Linked DNA regions of Astyanax mexicanus: region 2 is linked to region 1. The links are chromatin contacts, called in public Hi-C maps. All regions are on one chromosome and are shown on one strand. The core of a region is the stretch at or near the end of the contact, and the rest is flanking DNA. Distances in the headings are between cores, read along the strand shown. Region 1 overlaps kmt2ca (lysine (K)-specific methyltransferase 2Ca). Region 2 holds the start of kmt2ca (lysine (K)-specific methyltransferase 2Ca).

Region 1 (4,664 bases), core at 79-2,578:
ATTGGAGAATGACCACCTCCTCTCAAGAGTCTTGATGTGGTTGTTTTGGTCCACATCCTGTAATAGCTAATAGTAAGTGTATTGTTTTCATAAGGGGCAGTTTGTTTGCTATTTTACATACTTCTTTAATGTACATACTCTGTAATGAGCGGTATGATGAGTCCAAGCTTATTACAGTTAAACAGAAAATACTAAAAAAATAAATAAAATAAATAGTGGAATACTGCCAACATGAGTGAGTCTCTGAATTTCTGCTCCACCTGTCAAAGCTCACTACTATCTGGTTTCAGGTGTAAGTCTAACATTAAACTAACACCAAAATTATTCAAATTAATCAGAGTTTATTTACTGTATTCACACCTGCCCAAATAAATCACAACAAAGATTAAACCAATCAGAGCCTTGATTTACATTTACAGCAAGCCAATATAACCAAATATCGCCTTGCTTACAGTATTGCAATTAGGGGTGTGCCATATTTTTTAATTTTGAGAACAATATTATACCCTGAAATATGGTGCCATATCCCCAATCCCTAATTATCACATCAGGATACTAATTTTTTTTTTACTGTTTTTAGCAAAAGAAAATTCACACTGTTCTCATTTCCCATTAGATATCTACTAGAGACAGATTATATCTGTCCAGTATCATTTATTTTACTTTAATCCTGAATATATATAGACATTGAGTGCTTTATTATTAGTATCATGACATTCTTGATCATTGACTTCTGTTGCAAATACGATAAAAGTTTTGTATTTTTAATATTTCACATAGGGGTGTGATATATCATATCGTACGCAATAATAAAATTAAATTTTTATTTGTTGCAGCAGTGTATTCTTGATTTTTATATTTTTTTTATGCAGTGTTTCGTCATATCGACAAGAGTATCGTTATCGCGAAAATACCATAAAATATTGTGATATTATTTTAGGGTCAAATCGCCCACCCCTAACTGCAATACAATCACAATAAATTGAATTGTAACATCTACAATGTCAAGCTCTTGTCAATACACAGCCCTAGTTCAATTATGATAATATTTTTAACCTGTGACCATCGTTTTAACACTGTATGTTTAAATGAACATTGAACTGAATCCACGTTTTTTTGATATCCAGAGTAAAAACGATCCCAGCAACAGCAGACTTTTGTGATTTATGGGACAGAGAAACAAATTATGCATTGACCCGCGAGAGACTGAGAACAAGAAACAAGAGCTGTGGGGAGCGAGAGAGGCCGAGAGAGGTCCTTCGCCATGTTCACAGTGAAGGCTCGCTAAATAAAACATACGGCGGGGGCCGGCGCGCCTCGGCTCCGCGAGCCCGGCAGCTCCAAATGGATTTTACATGTAGTCTATCGTCAAGGGGTAACAAGGTAAACAAGTGATGGGATTTGGGGTAATGAGTAACCAGGAGAAAAAATAAACAACTGTCGAGTGGCCCTCAGGGGACGGGGGGTCAGCATGGTCCCAGGGGGAGGAGTCATGGCCAGTGGCTCCGTGCAGCAAGTGACTGGTCCAATGAGATGATAATTAATGGGCTAAGGAGCAGCGCCAGGCTGGAGTATTGCTTAATATGAAAGAATGAACGTAGATCTGTTGTGATTAACTATTTAATGTGGATGATATGTTGTCCTAGAAACTATTGCATGAAAACAACACTCATTTTAAGGCCATTCTTCAACCACTGATATAATGATAATAAAATTATGGCGGGATACTTAACCTTGGGGGTCGAAAATCCCATGGGGATCCTGACATTTAAAGGAATTTAAAAGAGTGACGCTATTTAAGAATAAATTTTAAAAGATTTTGAGAATCTGCACTGATCCAGAGTAGGGCTGGATCGATTAATCGGCGTAATTGACAATGTCGCCAATAAAAACATTGTCATTGTCGGCCCATCATTAATGTGTGATGGAGCGAGAGAGAGAGAGAGAGAGAGAGAGAGAGAGAGAGAGAAAGAGCTGGATAAGTGTTACAGATATACTGTACTCTGTCCACTCCATTAAAATTAAGGTATAATTTAAAGTAACTGATTAAAATATATACATTTATATATTTTATTAGACAAAATAATTTTGAGAGGCATCTCCTTCAAATAAAAGTAAAAACAAAGTTACACACAAGTCTCCTAGAATTTCCTAAAAATAACATACACATGTGTATGGTTTTTCTATAATGAACTTTGTAGTTATTGGTGTAATATAGGTCAAACATCAAACCATCAAAATGTAATGCAAAACTGGTCTTGGTATCTAAATGTTTACTTGTCCTCACCAGTAGGAAGTACAATTGGAGGGCATGACAAAAATTACCGCAACTAATCGACTAATCGAAGAAAAAAATCAGCAGATAAATTGACTACTAAAAGAGACATTAGTTGCAGCGCTAATCCAGATGTGTCCTTTCACTGCAAGTGAAAAAATATTTAAACTCAGATGTGGATCCAGACAGGACTAAAATTACCAGAGGACCACGGAGTTCAGCAAAAAACAGTCAAGATAATTCAGCCTGTAATTTTCTCAGAGGACGTCTGAGGAAAAAAAAACACAGAGGGTCGTTCCAGACGGGAATTAAACCACAGATGACTCCCAATAAAAGAGAAAATTATCCCAGGACCCCCATCCGGATAGGGCTTAAGCCTTCCCAATAACTGACGTCTGTACATACAAATTTCTGACAAATAAATCTGCCAATTCATGTAATGCAGTTGGAGTAACATATTATTAAAGTGATAATAAGTGTCTCTAGTATGATGAAGTATGCACTGTTACAGATTATTTACAGCTGTCCAGGTTATGTAATTAACCATGTATTTCAGTTTCACAGATAGCACAATATTTTATCCATCCTCCTATAAAAAAAAATAATGATTTCTTGTATTCAAAAACAATCACAGCCCTAATTACATGCCAGATAAAAGAAACAAACACACACACACACACACAGATACCTACATTTGTGCATTTACTTAACCTGTAGAAGTGTAATAAATCTGTAACAATGCGTACTCTACTAATAGTTACACTGTTATTACATAGGTCGTTAATGTGTAACTACACATTTATTAGAGACACTTATTATAAAGTGGGACAAAACTAATACAATAGTTTTAAGTGTATTGTTATATAGTTCAGAATTTCATTATTGCAATAAAATCCTGAAATATTGATATTATTAGGGGAAAAATCTGGAAATAACGGGAACATTTTATTACCATTATAAAACGTTTCATATTGCTATATACTGATATAACACTGATAAACTGATAAAGCGTTATTATTGTGACAGGTCTAAATGAATCTGTGTAAACATGATCTTGAGAACTTTACTCTGTTACTCCATACAGGTTCAACAAGGTCAGGCTCAGCTGGAGATTCAGCTCAGCTGGGTTATAGAACTCCATACAAAACCAGACCACTCAAACTCAACACAGCAAAACGAAGCCCAGGCAGAAAACCGAGGACTGACCCCCTCTCCATCTCTGTCTCTCTCAGCTTCCCAAGACAACTTATTCCTGCCATCCTTCCACAGCATGTGAGAGTTTCAGAGAGTGAAAGAGGAGGAGGAAAAAGAGGAAAAAAAAGCTACAGCACAAGTAGTTCCAGCTCCAAGGGAGGAGCATAAAACCCGGGCTGGAGCGAGTGGCTGCGACGGGACACACCCCCTCCACAACAACCGGCCATCACACACACACACACACACACACACACACACACACACACACACACACACACACACACACACATACCATCTATCTCTCTCTCTCTCTCTCTCTCTCACACACACACACACATACACACACACACACACGACAACCGGCCATGTACTTTTAACTGTTTCCTCACCTTCTACTGCTCATTGTCTACACACAACATCTAACCACACACAAACACTCTCGCACACACAGCCACATCAACCTGCCATCTCTCTCACTCGCACACACTCGCATACACTTCACAACAACCAACCATCTCCTACCGTGTACTTTAACTGTTTCCTCACCTTGTGCTGTTTGCCCACACTCTCACACACTCTCACACACTCTCACACACTCTCACACACTCTCACACACTCTCACACACTCTCACACACTCTCACACACTCTCACACACTCTCACACACTCTCACACACTCTCATCAACCGGCCATCTCTTTCCCTCGCACACACTCCACAACAACCGACCATCTCCCACCATGTACTTTTATCCGTTCCCTCACCTTCTACTGCTCATTGCCTACACACTACCTCCAACCACACACACACACACACACACTTTTGCACAGATACACACTCTCTCTCGCACACACAAAGCCACACACCTCCTCCACAACAACCAGCCCTCTCTCACACACACACACACACACAAACTTGCACAGCCACACACTCACACACACACACACACTCTCGCACACACACAGCCACATCAACCTGCCATCTCTCTCACTCGCGTACACTTCACAACAACCAACCCTCTCCTACCGTGTACTTTAACTGTTTCCTCACCTTGTGCTGTTTGCCTACACACAACCTCTCACACACTCTCACACACTCTCACACACTCTCACACACTCTCACACACTCTCACACACTCTCACACACTCTCACACACTCTCACACACTCTCACACACTCTCACAACAACCGACCATCT
Region 2 (5,345 bases), core at 208-2,707, 42 kb after region 1:
CCCTATAGAGTAGATAATCAACTTTTATATTTTATAAAACTAAGACTGAAACTGTTTCTTTTTTATATTAAATATGATGTACTTTAAAAATACTGATGTATTTTTATAGCTTTTTAACTATTATAACAATACAGTACCATAATATCGCCCAACTATTGAGAAAAATGTCATACCTGACCATATAATGTCACACTTTATCGTTATATATAAATAGTTTCATTAAATATATATGAAAAGATTTTAGAATTAACACCACGATAATGATACCGTATCATAATATTACCCACTCCTACTCCCTATAGAGTAGATAAACAACTTTTATTTGTTAAAACTAAGACTGAAACTGTTTTTTTTATATATTAAATATGATGTGCTTTAAAAATACTGGTGTATTTTAATAGCTTGTATAATAATTACAATGCCATAATTAACTATTATAACAATACAGTACCATAATATCGCCCATATCTGATCATAATGTCACACTATATCGTTATATACCAAGTCTAGTCAATTAGTTTTATGAAATATATGGAAAAACGTCATTATTTCCCCCATGATATCGATACAGTATCATAATATTGCCCACCCCTCCTTCCTATAGAGCATTTAAACAACTTTTCATTTGGTTAAAACCAGGATTAAGACTCTTTAAACTCCAGTAAATTCTCTTTACATGTAGTTTAGCAGGAATAAAGACTTTAATTGGGTTAAAATGTCCTGTTTTTAAAGTTTAAAGTCTATCTACGTCTCTCTTTAGCGTTAGTTAACTAGGTTATCGTAGCTCTACTTCCTTGACGACCTGCCCTGTGAAAGATCTGGAGCTGAATAACACTTTCGGTTAGTGAGGGCGGGTGGGGGTGTGCTGCTGCTGCTTCTGCTGCTGTTTATCTCCGCTTTAGTTGGTTATATTTACAAATAAAACAGAAATACAGCTAAAACACAGCTAAAATATCTCCAAATAAACATGTATACGCGGTTAACCCGCACGGGCGCTGTTTAGTTATAACGCTACCCGTGTCAGCGTATGACTTTCCCCAGTCCTAACTGTTCAACACGCTTCAAACGCGGCTTAACGCCACAAAACACGGGTTTATATAAACACAGAGCCGCAGCCCTCGATGTTTACGAGTCTCTAAATGTTTTAAAAACATATAAAATCAACACAAACAGCCCAGAGTTAAAGGAAACCGCGAGCTTACGGAGTATAGAGATGCGATTCTGTTTTTCCTTCCTTCCCAGGCAACTTAATTCAGCTCGTAATCCGAGTACAAACTTTTCCCAAAGCTCTCATACGGTTCAGACGGTCGGCAGGATATTTCCACACGAAACATTCCTCGTTCCGGGCGAGAAAACACAAATATATACAGAGTTTCCCCCCGAAAAACTCAGAATTTCAAAGTTGTAGCGTTTACTCCATCATGGTGGCCATGTTTAAGAGGGACCGAATCACCACCGCTCCTCCGCACCGGCAAATAGACCCGCCTAAACGCTCGCGCCGGCGCCGCTGTCCAAACTTCCGCACAACTCGCACCAAACCTCGGGCACGCCGATATAAGACGTATAAGACCTGCAAACGAGCGACGTTAAGAAAATTTAGCAAATAAACAGCGTAAAACCGTAAGAAAAAAAGTCTCAATAGAGTCTCGCTGACCCCGCGGATGAAGACAGCACAGCTGTGAAACGGCGTTTCAGTCATGGCCGGGACTCGTGTAAAGCCCGGATCTGGATTCGTGAGGTGCGCGGAGCGGAGTCACGCCAGGTTCTGAGCTCAGCGATACAGTGGCGCTTTATTATTATTATTATTAATAATAATTTTATTATAAATAAAATTATTCATTTTTCCAATTAGAAACAATAGCCCATAGAAACAACCCATTAGGTATTTCTTATTACGAAGTGAACTGCTTAATCATAATATTGAGATGTTATCTCATTATTTTGCGATATTAAGTCATCACATTGAGTTATTATTTATTTACTCTGAGATACGTAGTCAATATTTACTAGATACTAAATGATTAATTTAAGAAAAATGCCATTATTATGATATACTTAGTCGATACTTTGAAATATTAAATTGATATTTTGAGATACTAAATTGTTACCTTGAGATACTAACTAATTCATTGCTCTGAGATACTAAGTCATTATTCTGAGATACTAAATTTGAGATGTCATTATTTTGTTATACTTAGTCAAAACTTTGAGATACTAAGTTGTTATTTTGAGATACTAAGTTGTTATCTTGCAATACTTCGTCATTATTCTGAGATACTAACTTTACTGGAGTTTAAAGAGTTTTAGTCTTGGTTTTATCCAAATATAAATATGCCATTAGTCTGATATACTTGTTTTCAATTTCTTTTAAACTGTAAATGTTTGGCGCCATTGTAAAAGAGGGTCACCCTCAATGTATCATAAGAGGCGTGGACCTGTTTTTCCCTTTGTTGCAAAAAGCGCTATATAAATAATGTGGATTGAATTGAATTGAATTAAATTCCCAAGTGAAAATAAAGGTTGATTGATTGATTGATTGATTGACTGATTTATCTTAAGATACTCATTATTCTGAGATACAAAGTCATTACATTGAGATACTTTGAGATACTAACTGACTCATTACTTTGAGATACTAACTGACTCATTACTTTGAGATACTAACTGACTCATTACTTTGAGATACTAAGGCATTATTGTGAGATACTAAATTATTAATTTAAGATATTAACTCGTTACTTTGAGATACCAAGTTGTTACTTTGAGATACTGGGTAATTATTTGGAATACTAAATTATCATTTTATTTCATTATTTTGAGGTACTAAGTTGTTAATTTGAGATACTATGTCATTTTTTTTAAATACGATCCCTGCTAAAAAAAAAAATCTAGATTAACACAAGCTGGTCATCCAGAGAAATCATACACTATGCTGGTCAAGAACTAGTAAACAAGCTAGTATAAGTTTTCTGGATGGTCTTGAGATGAATTTTTTCACCAGGGATATCATTATTTTGAGATACTAAGTCATTATTTTTGAGATACTAAGTCGTTCATTTAAAATTATATTTCATTACTTTGTGATACTTAGTCATTATTTTGTGATACTGAGTCAATATCTTGTGATATCTCACTTATTTGAGATATATCATTGTTTTCAAAAGGATAACTTGTGTTTATTTTGAGATATTAATTCATTGTTTTTCTCCAGTAAAACCTTACATAGCTTCTGTACAATCTACTATTATTTAAAAATAATGAGTTGAGGGAATGGGCTTCCATATGGTGATAATATGCAATTTACATAATGTTTACTATCACCTAATTTAGTATTTAATCATTCAGTATAAATCTATTTCATTGATGGAAATGGAGTGTAACACTTACATTTTTGTGCAACTAATTAGAGTAATGGAAAAAAGTCCTGACACAGGCCTACCTTTTAGTGTACGTCAGAGCAGTCCTAAAAACCTGAGCAGCCACCTGTAGAACCCCCTACCTTAAACGTACACTGACCGAGCCCATAATGAGCCTTATCCTCCTTACCCTGGTCCTTACAGGTCCACTGTATTCAGTAGGTGTATTATTACAGACAGCAGCCCATCTGCTGTCAAGTGCCAATGGTCATACCTCCACCCATCACCCTCTGACCACAGATAGACCTATAGACCAGATTACTAGGGTTGGGGGTCATTACTAATGACGCAGGGACAATGGTGTAAGTGTATTAGGTACAGTGGTTTTAGTGGGGGAGGGGGGAGGGGGTTAACCACACAAGTGTTGCCAGTGTCACTGTCACTAGAAAATAGATATGTGTTTCTGTTGCCAAAAACTGGCTGCTAGTGAAGGCAAAGAGCAGTTCTAAAGTTCTAAAGTGGTGATCTAAAGTCCTAAACATGGATAAGAATAAGCTAATCAAACAAATAAAGCAAATATCAGCATTCGTCATTTAATTATTGAGGAAAATTATCCAAACTGACCTCTGATGAAGCCCAACAGCAATCACTACTTTCCCTTGAACGGAAAGTCCCAAGTCAAGTCCCAAGTCTTAAACTGCAAGTCTTAAGTCAGGTCCCAAGTCTTAAACTGCAAGTCCAGAGTCAAGTTTATAATCTTGATGCTCAAGTCTTAAGTCAAGTCCCAAGTCTTAAACTGCAAGTCTTAAGTCAGGTCCCAAGTCTTGAACTGCAAGTCCCAAGTCTCAAGTCAAGTCCCAAGTCTCAAGTCAACTCTCAAGTCTTAAGTCAACTCCTAAGTCTTGAACTGCATGTCCCAAGTTAAGTCCAGAGTCAAGTCCCAAGTCTTGACACCTAAGCCTTACACTTAAGTCTAGAGTCAAGTCCCAAGTCTTGGACTGCAAGTCCCATGTCAAGTCCCAAGTCTTCACACTTAAGTCCAGATTCAAGTCCCAAGTCTTGAACTGCAAATCCTAAGTCAAGTCCCAGCTCTTGACAATCATGTCCCAAGTCTTAACACTCAAGACTTAAGTCAAGTGCCATGTCTTGAACTGCAAGTCTCAAGTCAATCCCAAGTCTTGCCACTCAAGTCTTAAGTCAAGTCCCATGTCAAGTCTTTACACCAGGAGGGTAAAGATTAGCACTTGCCTCCTCTGATACATATGAAGTCAGAATCCACCTCTTTTTGAACTGCTGCTGATGCAGCATTACCGAGTATCATCACAACGTTCTCTGAGGTAAATGCAGTGTGCTGATCGACATCACCCTAGGAGTGATGAAGGAAAAGAGCGCCATCTTTTCACCCAGAGAGAGCAAGGCCAAAAGTGCTCTCTCAGGGCTCCGGCAACTGATGGCAAGCTAAATGTACAGCATTCGAACCAGTGATCTCCTGATCATAGTGGCAGCGCTTCAGACCGCTTCAGCCCCACATTTGCTATTGTTAACCATAAGGTGATTAAATAAGCTAGCTAGTTAATTGCTATGTGTACAATATGTAAAATATATTTAGCAGAGACTCGAGTCCATATACAACTCATAATTAGTAATTAGCCTTTTTTATTCAGTGGTTTTATCAGTTGTGTGAAAAGGTTGTAATAGGTTAATTACAGCACGCTGATGATGTTTATGGGTCCAACATGATTGCATTTCAGTTGGAGGATACCCTTTTCTCACGTCCCCTAGTCTCACACACACACACACTCACACACAAATCAGTCAGTAAAAGGAAATGTGTGGAAGCAGGGCAGTGAAAGAATCAGTGAGCTGCTGTCTTTTCACACACTGCTCCCTCTTTCATTCGCCGAGGCCCATTTCATTTCCCCCTGCACCTGGACCGCTTTACACATCCTCACCAGCATCCTTGACCTTTAATGAACCTCCCATTTCCCA

The links. Hi-C and Micro-C count contacts between places; a contact is called where the count stands out from the background.
Region 2: a contact with region 1 is called in a Hi-C map of muscle, with 20 times the contacts expected there. The contact joins the promoter of kmt2ca here to the enhancer-like site in region 1. A contact is called at or near these places in 2 of 3 Hi-C or Micro-C datasets (both in muscle).

Annotation. Positions count from the first base shown.
Region 1 is chr6:52,073,918-52,078,581 of AstMex3_surface, forward strand. The region is part of intron 2 of kmt2ca (lysine (K)-specific methyltransferase 2Ca); the gene reads right to left. Among protein-coding and RNA genes, the nearest start is that of kmt2ca, 41 kb to the right of the region's middle. Within about 2 kb of position 1,329, the one cell type or tissue checked has an H3K27ac peak away from gene starts, as active enhancers do.
Region 2 is chr6:52,115,753-52,121,097 of AstMex3_surface, forward strand. kmt2ca (lysine (K)-specific methyltransferase 2Ca) reads right to left here and starts at 1,458. Exons shown (of 60, transcript XM_049480857.1): 1 at 1,203-1,458.